Linked DNA regions of Sus scrofa: region 1 is linked to region 2. A link is a contact called in public HiChIP or PLAC-seq data. All regions are on one chromosome and are shown on one strand. Each heading gives the region's core, a stretch centred on a gene start, on an enhancer-like site or on the middle of the called end of the contact. The rest is flanking DNA. Distances are from core to core; before and after follow the strand shown. Region 1 overlaps SLC14A2 (urea transporter 2). Region 2 overlaps SLC14A2 (urea transporter 2).

Region 1 (3,214 bases), core at 649-3,148, 170 kb after region 2:
AGACAGACCCCAAGAACAGTGGCAGGCTCACCAGGCTCTGGTCTCTGTGTGGGAGGAGCAGCATCTTCAGGGAAGAGTCCAGGATCCATAGCAAGGAGTTGATGATGCAAAAAGAGCCAGGTCTGAGCCTTAGGAGGCAGGGACAGGCCCAGCTCCTGTGTTGACCCCCATGGAACTGTAGGCAGCCGCCCTCACTTCTCTGAGCCTGTGACATGAGACTACACCAGCCTACTTCTCCCCACATCATGGCATCTTTTGAGGAAGCAAATGCTTCATGAAATGTGAAATACTATGTGCATGAAGTTTTACAGCAGTGCAGAATTTGTCACGTTCACAGAGTGTGCCTGTGTATACTTGTGTGTGAGTGAGTATAAGTGTGTATTTGTGTGTATGTGTGCACGAGATATATGTGAGAGTGTGTGGGTGTATGTGCATGTACATGAGTGCATGTGCAGAGTATCCTGTGAGTGTATGAGTGTGTATGTGTGAATGCGTGAGTGTGTGTGTGTGTGCACATGACTGCATGTGTGGATGAGAGTGTGCATGTAGGGTGTGTGTAGGTGTGTGGCTGTTACACTGTGAAACAGATACCAACCCCCACAGGTCAAAGGCAAGGTCAGAACACCTGTGGGTGATCAGGAAGTCACCATGGTAACAATGGGGGTGGGTTGGGGACAGGATCCAGGTGGACAATGGAGAACAACACACTTGAAGAGAATCAAGCCTGAGGAGGCCTCCTGCACAGGAAAAGGACAAGTGCTGTGGACGGAGAAGCTAGAAATCAGCTCAGGCACAGGGGCCCAGCCCAGAGGCAGAACCACAGCAGAGCGAGGACAGTTGCCACTTTTGAGGCTGCTTAACTTTTCCCTCAAGTAGCCCCAACTGACCCACACATTGTCCCCAGGTGGTTTGAAGACACACCTGAAGCAGCCACCTACAGACTCAAAATGTTTGAAAATAAGAAAGTGTGCACTCTACTTTGTAATATGCCATATTTGCTTAAATATACAACTATTTCCCTCCAAAAACATTTCACCCCCAGAGCAGCGAGCTCCCCTGTGCCACCTGAGCCCCACGGGTCATGCCTGGAGGTGGCAAGACAGGTGCAGAGCACCTCAGAAGCTTTTGGGGCCATGGCATGACCAAGCAGTGTTTGAAGATGACTCATCCATCACCAGTGGTGACATGGAGAGGACTAGGGGGCCGGCCTGGACAGGGGAGGGCCTGGCCCAGTGGCAGAGAGCAGACTAATGTAGGTTGGGGCCCTCAAGCAGAAGTATGGTGGCCCAGTAATGGCTGCTGTTGGGATGGTGAGACAGGGGCCAGTACCCAGCCTGGGGAAGGGTCAGACCACTTGAGAAGTGTCCGCCGAGAAGGGCGTGGGCACCCCTCTGAATATCCTTCCAAACACAGGTGAAAATCTGAGGAAGCATTGTTGTGCTGTGGCATAGGCCAGCAGCTACAGCTCTAATTCTACTCCTGGCCTGGGAACCTCCATATGCCTCAGGTGCGGCCCTAAAAAAGCGAAGGAAAAAAGAAAGAAGAAAGAAAGAAAGAAAGAAAGAAAGAAAGAAAGAAAGAAAGAAAGAAAGAAAGAAAGAAAGAAAGAAAGAGAAAGAAAGAAAGAAAGAAAGAAAAAGAAAGAAGGAAAGAAAGAAAGTCTAAGGGAGAGATCAAAGGTCCAGCCTCTTACTCTCATCCCACATAGGCTCCTGAGCCTTTCAGCTGAGGGCCCTGGTTAGATTCCCAGCCCTGGTCCTGCAGGAGAGCCAGCAAGATAGGCACCAACTGTGCAACCCCAGAGTCTGTGCATGGCTCAGAGGACCCATGCTGCCCCAGTCCCTCCCAGCTTGACCCTCTGGCCCCAGTGAGTCAGGCTCTGCTCAGCCCACATTAGACTCACTGGGCTGGAGCTGCCAAGAAAAGCTCTGAGCCACCCCTAACAAGAGGCAGCTCTCAGCCAGCCTCTTACACAACTGGCCCTGAGAAAGGCACCTCTCACCTTGGCCCAATGGCTGGCCAGGCCCCTTCCTCTTTTCCCCTGCCTATCTGTCTAGTGACCAAGACTCTCTCTCAGCCTTATCCCTCCCTGACCTCCGTGGGGATCCAGCCCACAGGCCTATTCTGTCCCTATTCCAGCATCCACTCAGCCATGCGCAGCTGATTTCAACCTTTCAGCAGCTGGCCACGCGGTTCAGAGATCAGCAGAGCCCCTGGTGCAGGGACTCAGCCAGCTCAGCGAGGTCCTTTCAGAGCAAGGTCCCTGCCTTTTATTCTGCTGTCTCTGTGATCCAGTGGCAAGATGGCAGAGAGTCTGGAGATCTTGTCTGGTGAGCCAAGTCGAGGGATGCTCAAGAGGTCCAGCGTAGAGAAAGGAAGGCTTAGAGTTAATCTCTGCAGTGTTCTCATGTGTGATGGGGGGGGTGTGTCCTGTGCCAACAGGATGACAGAACTGGAACCAGTGATGGGTAAAACCCAGAGGCTTGATGTCAGCTCTCCGGACCCAAGGGTTTCCAGTAATCAGAGCTGTTCACAGTGAGAACAGCCTGCCTCATGGGGTCATGGGACTGCAGCCAACAGTCGGAGGCACTACAAAATGTTTGAGAGAGGCAAAGGATATCCCTTTCAATCTTGAGACTGTAGAGACTTATGGAAATTCTCCTTTCCCATAATCACAAATTCCCATAATTGCAAAGCCTTGGGCAAAATGTATCAATGCAACACAAATTTTGGAAAACTTAATCATGTTTCCTTCTCCAGAACTTCAGCAACCTCCTAACTCAGGTGGGTGCAAGATGACATACATGAGACTACTTTAGATTCAGCCCCAGGACAAGGTCTCCTTCAGACTTAAACCCGACAGGCCACAGGGAGGGACAGCTACATACTGATGCACACCAAAAACTCCAGAAACCCCTTAATTTCAGGCCCTTTCCTCTCAAATGTGCAAGCGTGTGCCAGGGAGGGTGCAGCCTCTCCCCACTGGGCATGTTCTTGCATGGGTGCCAGAAACAGACAGCCTTTTAGAGAAAAGAGCCAGAAGGAGAATTTCAAAATGAGAGCAATACAGTGGGAGCCATCTTTGCTAATGTTGGGAGAACTAGGGTCCAAATTTACCACCGAGAACTCTTCACAGTATGGCTTCTGACACACAGCTTCACTTTGTCTTGCCAGCTGACCCCTACTCCAGCAGGTCTACCCCTGGGATCTTCTG
Region 2 (2,983 bases), core at 291-2,790:
TTATGTATTAAATCTACTCCATGAAGTGATTGCAAACTCTTTGAGGAAAAAGACAGATTGTACTTGTGAATGTTTAGTTCTTTCCACATTCTTCCCTTGGCGCCTCACTAAAAGTGAGTACATAGTGAACATTTACTAAACAGGTTTTACAGTTTGGAAGCCCCAACTCTTGTCTTTCTAACCAGAAGAGAAGATACATTTTCAGTCCAGGGTCACTGACCAGAATCTGTAACTGAACATATGGGCCTGTGGAGCAGACATAAGCAGAGGAAGGTATGGCCAGCAGGCAACCATCCCAAGGGCCTCTCAGGTCTGCCACAAAATCACTGGAAAATGGGATTCCTCACAAATCAATGAACAAACTCCCAAGACCCGCGGCAGTCAGACCAGTCCTCATTGGTCCTAGACTATTATGCTCAGCCTTTGTTCCCCGAGACCTTTATTTGGAAATGCCTGTTCCATCTTAAAAGTAAGGTTAAAACTTAACAAGGTGTATTCAAGTTAAGAGACTTTCCTAAGTTTGCTCAGATGATTGGGACATCTCAGAAAATCCTGCCTCCTTATCACTGTGGTCCCACCTGCTTCATGTCCCTCATGCCACTCCTCTCTGAAGTCTTTTCCTGAGCACCTCACTTATGCTGTAAAAATCCACATTGTCAGTTCCTCTCATTTCAACTCTTTGCATCTATGGGTTGCATAAACCTTGTGGTCTCCTTTTCCCACATTCCCCACAGTGCTGGGCACACAGTAAAGTGCTCAGCAGTGAAGAAGGTGAACCAGACCTTGCCTAGTTTTTCTTGAACCCTGTCTTCTCCTGCCTTCTGCCTCCACCCCTACTCACTTCCCAGAATCCTACATGAGGGGTATTGTCACTTATCAAAAGATATGACCATACCAGAGTTCACTGGTGGCTCAGTGGGTTAAGGATCTGGCCTTGTCACTGTTTTGGCTTGAATTGCTGCTGTGGTGCTGGTTTGGTTCCTGGCTGGGGAACTTCCACATGCTGTGGGTATGGCCAAAAAAAAAAAAATGGAAAGGAAGTGATGTGAGGTCCAAGTTAAAGGGGCTGAGTGGCATTTGAGAAAGCAAACTCAAAGAATCAAACTTCATGTCTAATAACAGCCAGCACTGCTGGGCCCAAACTTGTGGGCTTTATAAATTGATTTGTCTTTGGGCCCCTTTACAGAGCTGTTTCTAGGCGACCGACAGGTTGGCTGTATATCATGCACTCTCAGGCCTCGTGCTGTGGCAGCCTGCTTCTGACCTCTTAATCAAGCTGGGTGCGGGCACAGAAAGGAGATATGCGATCACTTATGGAAACACCCAGCTGGCGTTGGTCCCACAAACCATCTGCCTGTCTCGCTATGGTCAGACTGACTGTCTGCTAAAGCCCCCTTCTCCTATGAGCCATTTATATATTTCCTCAGCCCCCTTATTTTTTTTTCTAAGTGGAAAACAAAGAGCATTATTGGATGTGCTCTGCTTGGCTGCAGCTGTGAATCACAAAGTTGGAAGTCAGTCCAAGTTAGAGTCAGACATCACATTTTTGCTTGCTTGGGGAGAGGTCCAAACTGCTGATCTAGCCTCATTTGGTCTCTGATATTTTATTTATCTACAAAGTTGACATGGCCCTGTTAGGAAATATCTTGCTGTTATGTATTTTCTCATTCTTTCAGCTTCCAAAGGGAAGGAGCCTTTGGTTTAGTTGTAACCAAGGGTCAAGATTTCTTCTTGGCCTTGTCAGGAGGTAATCAGTGTAAAGACAATACAATGTGAGAATTATTTGCAGCTGGTAGCAGCAGGGATGGGAGAGAGCTCATAGCGTTTGACATAATTCCCCTTGGCTCTTTGCTACTTACCAAAGTCAGTAATAGATCACAAATACAGAATGGTGGACAGAACTAGATGAACCTAGATGAGACCCTTGCTCATCATCATTGTTCCATTCAACTAGGATTGAATGAGGACCACTAGGGACAATGGCCTCATGACCTCTGAGTAGAGAAGACACAATCCCTATACCCAAAAGGTAACATTCTGATAGTCAGTTAATCAGCCAATTAACAAATCAATACTGACTCTATCCTCTATGCCTGTTTTTGAGTTCCCCCAGAAGCAGACTCTGAGGTAGCGATGTGAGTGCAAACAGTTTAAATGGGGATCACAGGTAACACCCGAGAGAATCCAGGCAAGTAATATGGGGAAGAAAAGGCAGTGAATCGTGGCAACATCATTTATTTAGCCAGCTACGGCTGTGCACCACTGAAGCCTAACTCTTGAGAAAACTCTGGGAAATGGTGCAAAACACATGGCTTGGGACCATTTCAAGGAGTGAGAGAGCTGAGGTGTTTATACACCAGTTCCCCAAGAGTCATTGATTTGAGGGCTAGTGCCAGGGGGTGTAACTCTTCGAAACTCTGCCTTGCCATATATTCATAGAGCAATATTTCCTCTACGGAGGATGGAAGAAGGCACAGAAATGCAAATATTAGCAGCTGTAAGTTAGCTGAAGCCCACTGAAGGTCCAAGGAACATGAGGAGGGTCCTGAAAGTACCTAAGACAATCCCCAAATGAGGGGCTTTGGGGGAAGAAAGAAATTGAAGATACACTTTCTATGTTCATCATGTGATCAGTTTGGAAGGATGAAAGGGTTAGAAAGCAATCCAGCAAGTGTCATAGTGAGAGACTAAGCTAAACAGAAGTTCAGTTAAAAACAAAATAGTAGTTCAGGGGAAGGAAAAATAACTAACCATTAGGAAAATTCCATGAAAAAATTTAGGATCAAATTAGGATTTGAAGAATGGATAGGATATGGATTATGGAAAGGAAAGGAAGAAAGGTTGAGAAAAATAAGTTCCAAAATGGGTCTAAAAGTTAAATTGAAAAATAAACAGACATCAAATTCAGAGCAATAAACTCCTCCCTCCTATTTATATTCATATTATCATCTTAGAGATATTTCACTACATCCACAATTACATG

The links. HiChIP or PLAC-seq counts read pairs in DNA pulled down with a chosen protein or histone mark.
Region 1: an H3K27ac HiChIP or PLAC-seq map of skeletal muscle shows a contact between it and region 2, with 3 times the contacts expected there. The contact joins two enhancer-like sites. A contact is called at or near these places in 1 of 47 Hi-C or Micro-C datasets (alveolar macrophages) and 1 of 2 datasets of contacts at active chromatin or transcription factors (skeletal muscle).

The regions. Positions count from the first base shown.
Region 1 is chr1:95,252,578-95,255,791 of Sscrofa11.1, forward strand. All of the region lies in intron 3 of SLC14A2 (urea transporter 2), which reads left to right. Among named protein-coding and RNA genes, the nearest start is that of SLC14A1, 100 kb to the right of the region's middle. Within about 2 kb of position 1,899, at least 19 of the 83 cell types and tissues checked have an H3K27ac peak or open chromatin away from gene starts, as enhancers often do. A contact at or near this core is called in skeletal muscle, where this site is marked.
Region 2 is chr1:95,085,186-95,088,168 of Sscrofa11.1, forward strand. All of the region lies in intron 2 of SLC14A2 (urea transporter 2), which reads left to right. Among named protein-coding and RNA genes, the nearest start is that of SLC14A2, 250 kb to the left of the region's middle. Within about 2 kb of position 1,541, at least 15 of the 83 cell types and tissues checked have an H3K27ac peak or open chromatin away from gene starts, as enhancers often do. A contact at or near this core is called in skeletal muscle, where this site is marked.